2 separate regions of the Pan troglodytes genome follow, and region 1 is linked to region 2. Evidence: chromatin contacts called from public HiChIP or PLAC-seq data. All regions are on one chromosome and are shown on one strand. The core of a region is the stretch at or near the end of the contact, and the rest is flanking DNA. Distances in the headings are between cores, read along the strand shown. Region 1 holds the start of VNN1 (vanin 1). Region 2 holds the start of STX7 (syntaxin 7).

Region 1 (3,326 bases), core at 601-3,100, 200 kb before region 2:
AAAATACCATTCAAAGACAAATAGATCTAAAAATAAAATGGAAAAACATAAACACTAATTCTGTAAATATTATACTTAATGCACAACTGAAACAAAATTTGCCAGCTTACTCAATATCAAAATCTATGAACAGTTTTTCTATTTTATATCATTTCCCTCTCCTCTGTCTGGATCTCGCTCCCCAGCTCTCTTTTTTTTTTTTTTTGCTCTGATTCTTTATACACCTCTGTTGCCTCTGTGATAAGCAGCTTCAAAGATGGTTCCTAATGCTTTATTGGATAGAATACAACAAAAGTGATGAGGTGTTGCTTCCCCAATTACATTAGGAAGCATCCGTGGCTTCCATCTCCAGTGGGTTCACTTGCTGTCTGGCTCTAAGGGAATCCAGATACCATAATGCGGGCTGCCCTATGGTGAGGTTTGCATCACTAGGAACTCATGTCTCTGGGCAACAACCAATGAGGTCTTGATCCCTGCCGTCAGCCACATGAGGGAGCTTGGAGCTCGGAAGTGAATCCTTCTGGAGTCAAGCCTTGATATAACTAGCCCTGGCAGCTGCTTGACTGCAGCCTTGTGAAAGAGACCTTGGGCCAGAGGCACCAGCTAAACTGCCCCTGGATTCCTGACCCAGAGAAAGTGGGAGATGATGTATTTTTGCTTTTTGAAGCTGCTGAATTTGGGGATAATTTGTTATATAGCAATAGAAAATGAGTAACTCTTTTGTATTCCTCTTTGTCCTGGCTTCCCCATTTTGAGGAAAATAAAGTAAATCAAAGTGTAGAGCTGAAATATTCACATGAAAATAATAATAAAGTTTTAAAATTATTTGAATGTCTTGTGTTGACATTCCAAAATATATGAATTCCAAAAATTTATATGTTGAAGTCCTAACTGTCAGTATCTTAGAATGTAACCTTTTTTGGAAAAGGGGTCATTTCAGATCTAATTAGTTAAGATGAAGTTATACTGGAGTACAGTGGGCACTAAATCTAATTGGTCCTATGATTGAGTCTCAGTCTTTCAGTGAGCCTGTACCCCTGGGTTTATGACCTTCAGTTGGCTTTTTTCTTCTGCCCTTATTTGGCATAAAAACAAAGCAGGTGGATCACCTGAGGTCAGCAATTTGAGACCAGCCTGCCCAACACGGCGAAACCCTGTCTCTACTAAAAATACAAAAAATTAGCCTGGCGTGGTGGCGGGCGCCTGTAATCCCAGCTACTTGGGAGGCTGAGGCAGGAGAATCACATGAACCCGAGAGGCGGAGGTTGCAGTGAGCCGAGATTTCGCCACTGCACTCTAGCCTGGGTGACAAGAGTGAAACTCCATCTCAAACAACAACAACAATAAACAAACAACAATGATGACAAAAAAAGCTAGAGCTGGGATTTTCCCTTTCCCTGTGTTAAAGATTAGAGTGGTGTCCTCACGAAAAGGGAAAACTTGGACACAGGCACGCACATGAGGAGAATAGCATATGAAGAGACACAGGGAGAAGGCAGCCATCTATGGGTCAAGGAGAGAGGCCTGGAACACATCTTTCCTTCACCGCCCTCAGGAGGAACCAACTCTGCTGACACCTTCATCTGGGACTCCCACCCTCCAGAACTGCAAAGCAATAAATTTTTTATTTTTTACACCACCCAGTTTATTGTATTTTGTTAGGCAGCCCTAGCGCACTAATGTATATAGAGTTCTTGAGTTAATCTTCACAAATTACTGCAATAAGGGAGGGTCTTTTGTTATGTAACAGTGCTATGAAATCATAGCGTTTTCTTAATTAACTTCCGTGGTTTAAGGTACTAAGCTCTGGACACCACGTGTCTTCTTTCTATAAATACCAGGACATGCTCTGTTTTTCAGCACTCATTGGACTTCAGCATGACTACTCAGTTGCCAGCTTACGTGGCAATTTTGCTTTTCTATGTCTCAAGAGCCAGCTGCCAGGACACTTTCATTGCAGCTGTTTATGAGCATGCAGCGATATTGCCCAATGCCACCCTAACACCAGTGTCTCGTGAGGAGGCTTTGGCATTAATGAATCGGAATCTGGACATTTTGGAAGGAGCGATCACATCAGCAGCAGATCAGGTACCATCTCTACCATCTCTCCAGTGTACTGGATTCTATGAGAAAGGAGGGGGTCCTAGGAGACAGGGCCACTGTCAGGGTCAGTTACACTTTTAGATGATATATGTATCAGAGTAGCCAAGAACCTTTATTTTACAGTTAGAATTCTACTTTCCTCTCAAAATTAGAGCAAGGACTTCCCTAACAGTAAGAACAAAGTTAAGAAAAGAACAATTTGCTCATTATCAAGAAGCAGCAGACCTTTGAGGAACTGGCCATAAATTCAACATCTTTGTTCCCCTTTTCTGGTACAGATGGAGGATGGAGGATAAATGGGTCAGGGACTAGGTGCTATTTGCAGAGTATTAGTGGCCTTCATGTACTCATGTGCTATTAAGGCTTTGCAGGTTTTTGAATAAATTTATAATCTGAAAACAAATTTAAGTTTTCAATTCCTTGCCAGCATGCACTATATACTTCATACTTCATTCTAATTACAAGATAAAAGTATATGTAATGCATTGTGAGTCCTTAAGTTGAGTGAAGGTTTCAGTTTGAAGTTAATCATATAGTATAAATTGTGGTTTACACAAATATTATTTTAAAAGCTATTGATCGATTAGGTGTAGACCAGGAATATATGAAGTGTGATAAAAGTCATGGATAAATGTGTATTACATATATCTATAAATATATATTCTTTTGTGTTGTTGAGTTAGGGTCTCACTCTGTCACCCAGGATGGAGTATAGTGGTGTGATCACGTCTCACTGCAGCCTTGACTTCCCGGGCTCAGGTGATTCTCCCACTACAGTCTCCAGAGTAGCTGGGACCACAGATGCATGCCACCGTGCTCAGCTAAGTTTTGTATTTTTTGTAGAGATGGGATTTTGCCATGTTGCCCACGCTGGACTTGAACTCCTGACCTCAGGTGATCCACCTGCCTTGGGCTCCCAAAGTGCTGGGATTACAGGCATGAGCTACCATGACTGCCCTATATTCTTATATATACTAATATTTAAAAGGTTATCAGGAGTTCTGATGTTCTTTTTCATCCTTAGTCCAACTATTTCCTTGAAGGTCACAGAGCTTTTTAAGGTGACTCTCTAATTGGAAGGTGCCCAGGTTAGCTCAGGCAGTACTTGTAGGCATGGGACAGTTCAAGTAACCAGTTTGTGGCTCCTCTTTTTCTGAGAAGCAGGAATCATGTTTGCAGGGGAAAGCTGGGGCAGAGGAGGAAATAAACAGAATATTTAAGTT
Region 2 (3,046 bases), core at 376-2,875:
CCACAAGTGTGCAGATAACATTCCCCACTCAACAACTTCTGGTTTCCTTCAAAATCTCTCCAAGAAGGCCCAAATCTCGCAAATTACTATTTCTGAAAATCCAAATTACAAGCCTTCAGTCATAGGTAACTTCTGCACATGGAAATGATTTATTTTGGGAGATGTGACATTATCACTCATCAAATTAGGAGACTTTTAAAGCCCTACCAGTTTCAAGACACCTGGCTGAATTTAACTTGGTAGCAGCCAGATTCGCAGATGGAATACCATGTCAGGAACTCTTAGTAATTCATTTATCTTAATACTTCTAAATTTTGCAAGTTTGTCTAGACTATACTTCTTTTTTTTCCCATTTGAATACCAAAGGATGAAATCTTATTCTAAGTTTTCAAAAGACCTGGAAGGAATCCACTCATAACATATTTTAAAACAAGGAATTGGAATGAGCCCAGGATGAGGGCTCAGACAGCTAAGTTTTGGTCCCAGCATAGTCAGTAACTATCAGGGCAACTTGAAGAGGCCACTTAATCTCAGGTTCTTCTGTAGTGCATTGTACCTTCCCTCCCCAGAGTCCAGAGTTCTATCAAAGGTAATATGAATGGGTATTTGGAAAGTGCACTAAACCTCACACGGATGTAAGATCCTTTCATGAGTTCCTTCAATGATTGAAATGTTTCTTCCTACGTTCACCAGCCACTTCCTAATTCTCAAGTACAATGCACTACTTTCAGTTCTTTATTTACTTGAACTTTGTGTAACAGGTGACATCATGGACAATTCCCTCTTTTTTTCCTTCATTCTCTAGTTTACCTTTTCCTGGTTTATTTCCTATCTTGTGGGTTACTCGTTTTCAGGGTTATTCTTTCTCTGTCCATCTCTCTTAAGCAGATAACATTCCACACTTAGTGTCGGTGAGTTCCAATCAGAATTCTATCCTGGGTTTTGTTTTTTTCCACCTAAGTGCGTCTGGACTTTTGATATCACCTATCCGGGTAATCATTTTAGAAAATAGTGTTGCCTTAATATAGGCAAAGGCTAAGCCGATCTATCTTCTAATTAATTTGGAGAGGGCTTTCTTTCATTTGTAGCAATTGATGCTTTTCATCTAACAATTACAATATATTTGCATATTTATCATTGGAACTGTCTCTGCTTGTTTTAAACCCTGTGAAAACTACGCCCTGCTTTTCAGGAATGCTTAGAATGACTTGTATGTACTAGGAAAACTTGTTTACTAAGTGAGCACCCAGAGATGACTCTTCACTTATTCCTTCATTGTTCTTGCTAGGATTGTGTGCTCGCCTTTGCATTTTTCGATAGAGCTGTGAACGCGATCTACTGCAATTAAAGGTTAGCAAACAAGACAGGCAAGAGCTAATGGGGCGGGGTGAAGACTCGCGTGCAAGAAGGCTGGCTTCACCAGATAAAGAAGACAACTGTCCTCCATTCTGTCCTTTTTTGCACGTAGGCTAAGAGGCGTTCACCATCTCTACGTCAGGCTTCAAAGAACAGCTCCCTTGCAATTTTGCTGATACCCCCATTCCTTAGCTTGGAACCGGAGGGGCGGTGAGGGCCGCTGTCACTCAGCCCCGCGGGCCAATAGAAAAGGGGTGAACCCCGCCTTCTTCCTGAGTTGTGCTGCGGGCATGCGCACTGGGCGTCCCCACGCCACCGCCCATCAGCTGAGAATTGCAGCTGAGGGCTCCGGGGTAGGTGGGTGACGGCGGTCGGAGGTGTAGGAGGGAGCCGTGGAGGTCCAGGTAAGAGGACCCTGGGGAGGGGGGCTCCCTGGCCGGGCGACAGGGAGGCGCGGTGCCCCTGCGGCTGCTGCGCCTTCTTGTTTGTGCGCGTGGTCAGGTGGCCGCCGCCCTGCGCTCTGCAGCAGGCACTCGGGAGGCTGGGAAGGGCGGGACTGCCCCAGCTCCCGGAGCGCCTGCGGCTCCCCACGCCCCCCGGCCGGGTGCAAGGGCGCGGCGCGTTCCGCATTCCGGGTGCGCGCGGCTGTGGTCAGGTGGGCCTACCCAGCCACGCACCCGCCGCGGTCCCCTGGGCAGAGCTCCGGAGGCGCACGGCTGGCGGAGCGCACCCCGGGGAGGGCGCCAGAGCCGGCTGGGGCCCAGCTCAGGAATCCAGACACGACCAAATGACCTCTTCCTCTTTTCAACTCACGGATTGAAAAACACATTAAACTTCCCGAATATAGAGGAACTGAAAAATGTATGGCTGTAGCAGGCGAACCGTGTATGTTTGTTTATTCAGAGGCGCGTAGTATTGTTTTTTTAATTTGGCTTGATGACTTTAACATACTTTGACATTCTTTTAGTATACACCTTTAATTAATTTACATAAAAACCTTTAAACATACATAAAATATTTCTAGTATTTCCTCCACCTTGTTTTCTAGTTAGTTTCTTTAAATTCAGACAAAGAAAAAAAGTTGCATTTCTGATCAAATGCTGTGTGTTTTTTCCCACAAATTTCTTACATTTGTTTGGCTCTTATCTGTATACGTTAATTTTTGTTTACCTCAGATCGTTGTATTCTGACTATAATTATATATAATATATAAAACTTGCCCAGAATCTGGAAGAAAAGAAAGTAATTATGAAATGCTGTGCTATTTAACAATGTTGGAAGTGGACATTTCTTCTGCAGGTTCTCTGAGCACACCTGGGCAGAGGCTGATAACGGTGTTTTAAACTGTGTTTTGTGTTGTGGACAGGCCTTATAGGCTACTTTGAGAAGTTGGCCTCAGACTCGTGACTAGTTAAGAATTATGCTCTTAACTTCACAGTTTCTGTAGAGGTTAATATGATACCATATTAACTCATTAACATCATAATTTTTCCTCAGATATGTTACTTATGTTGCTCTTGATAACAAAATCAATCCTCATTTTGATTATGACCCCAAACTTTAAGTGCTGATGATTGAAAAGTAAATTATAGAAAATATTCACAGTAAGTCTGAGTGAAGTTTGCTGTGATTCCATTTAATTTGCAAGTTTCATGTGTGAAAGTGTGAAAAAAACAATCCTCGGTGTTGT

The links. HiChIP or PLAC-seq counts read pairs in DNA pulled down with a chosen protein or histone mark.
Region 1: an H3K4me3 HiChIP or PLAC-seq map of stem cell-derived excitatory neurons shows a contact between it and region 2, with 4 times the contacts expected there. The contact joins the promoter of VNN1 here to the promoter of STX7 in region 2.

Annotation. Positions count from the first base shown.
Region 1 is chr5:144,588,927-144,592,252 of NHGRI_mPanTro3-v2.0_pri, reverse strand. It overlaps VNN1 (vanin 1), which reads left to right and starts at 1,850. Exons shown (of 7, transcript XM_001169280.6): 1 at 1,850-2,088. The coding sequence starts at 1,879.
Region 2 is chr5:144,389,006-144,392,051 of NHGRI_mPanTro3-v2.0_pri, reverse strand. STX7 (syntaxin 7) reads left to right here and starts at 1,625. Exons shown (of 10, transcript XM_518745.8): 1 at 1,625-1,760.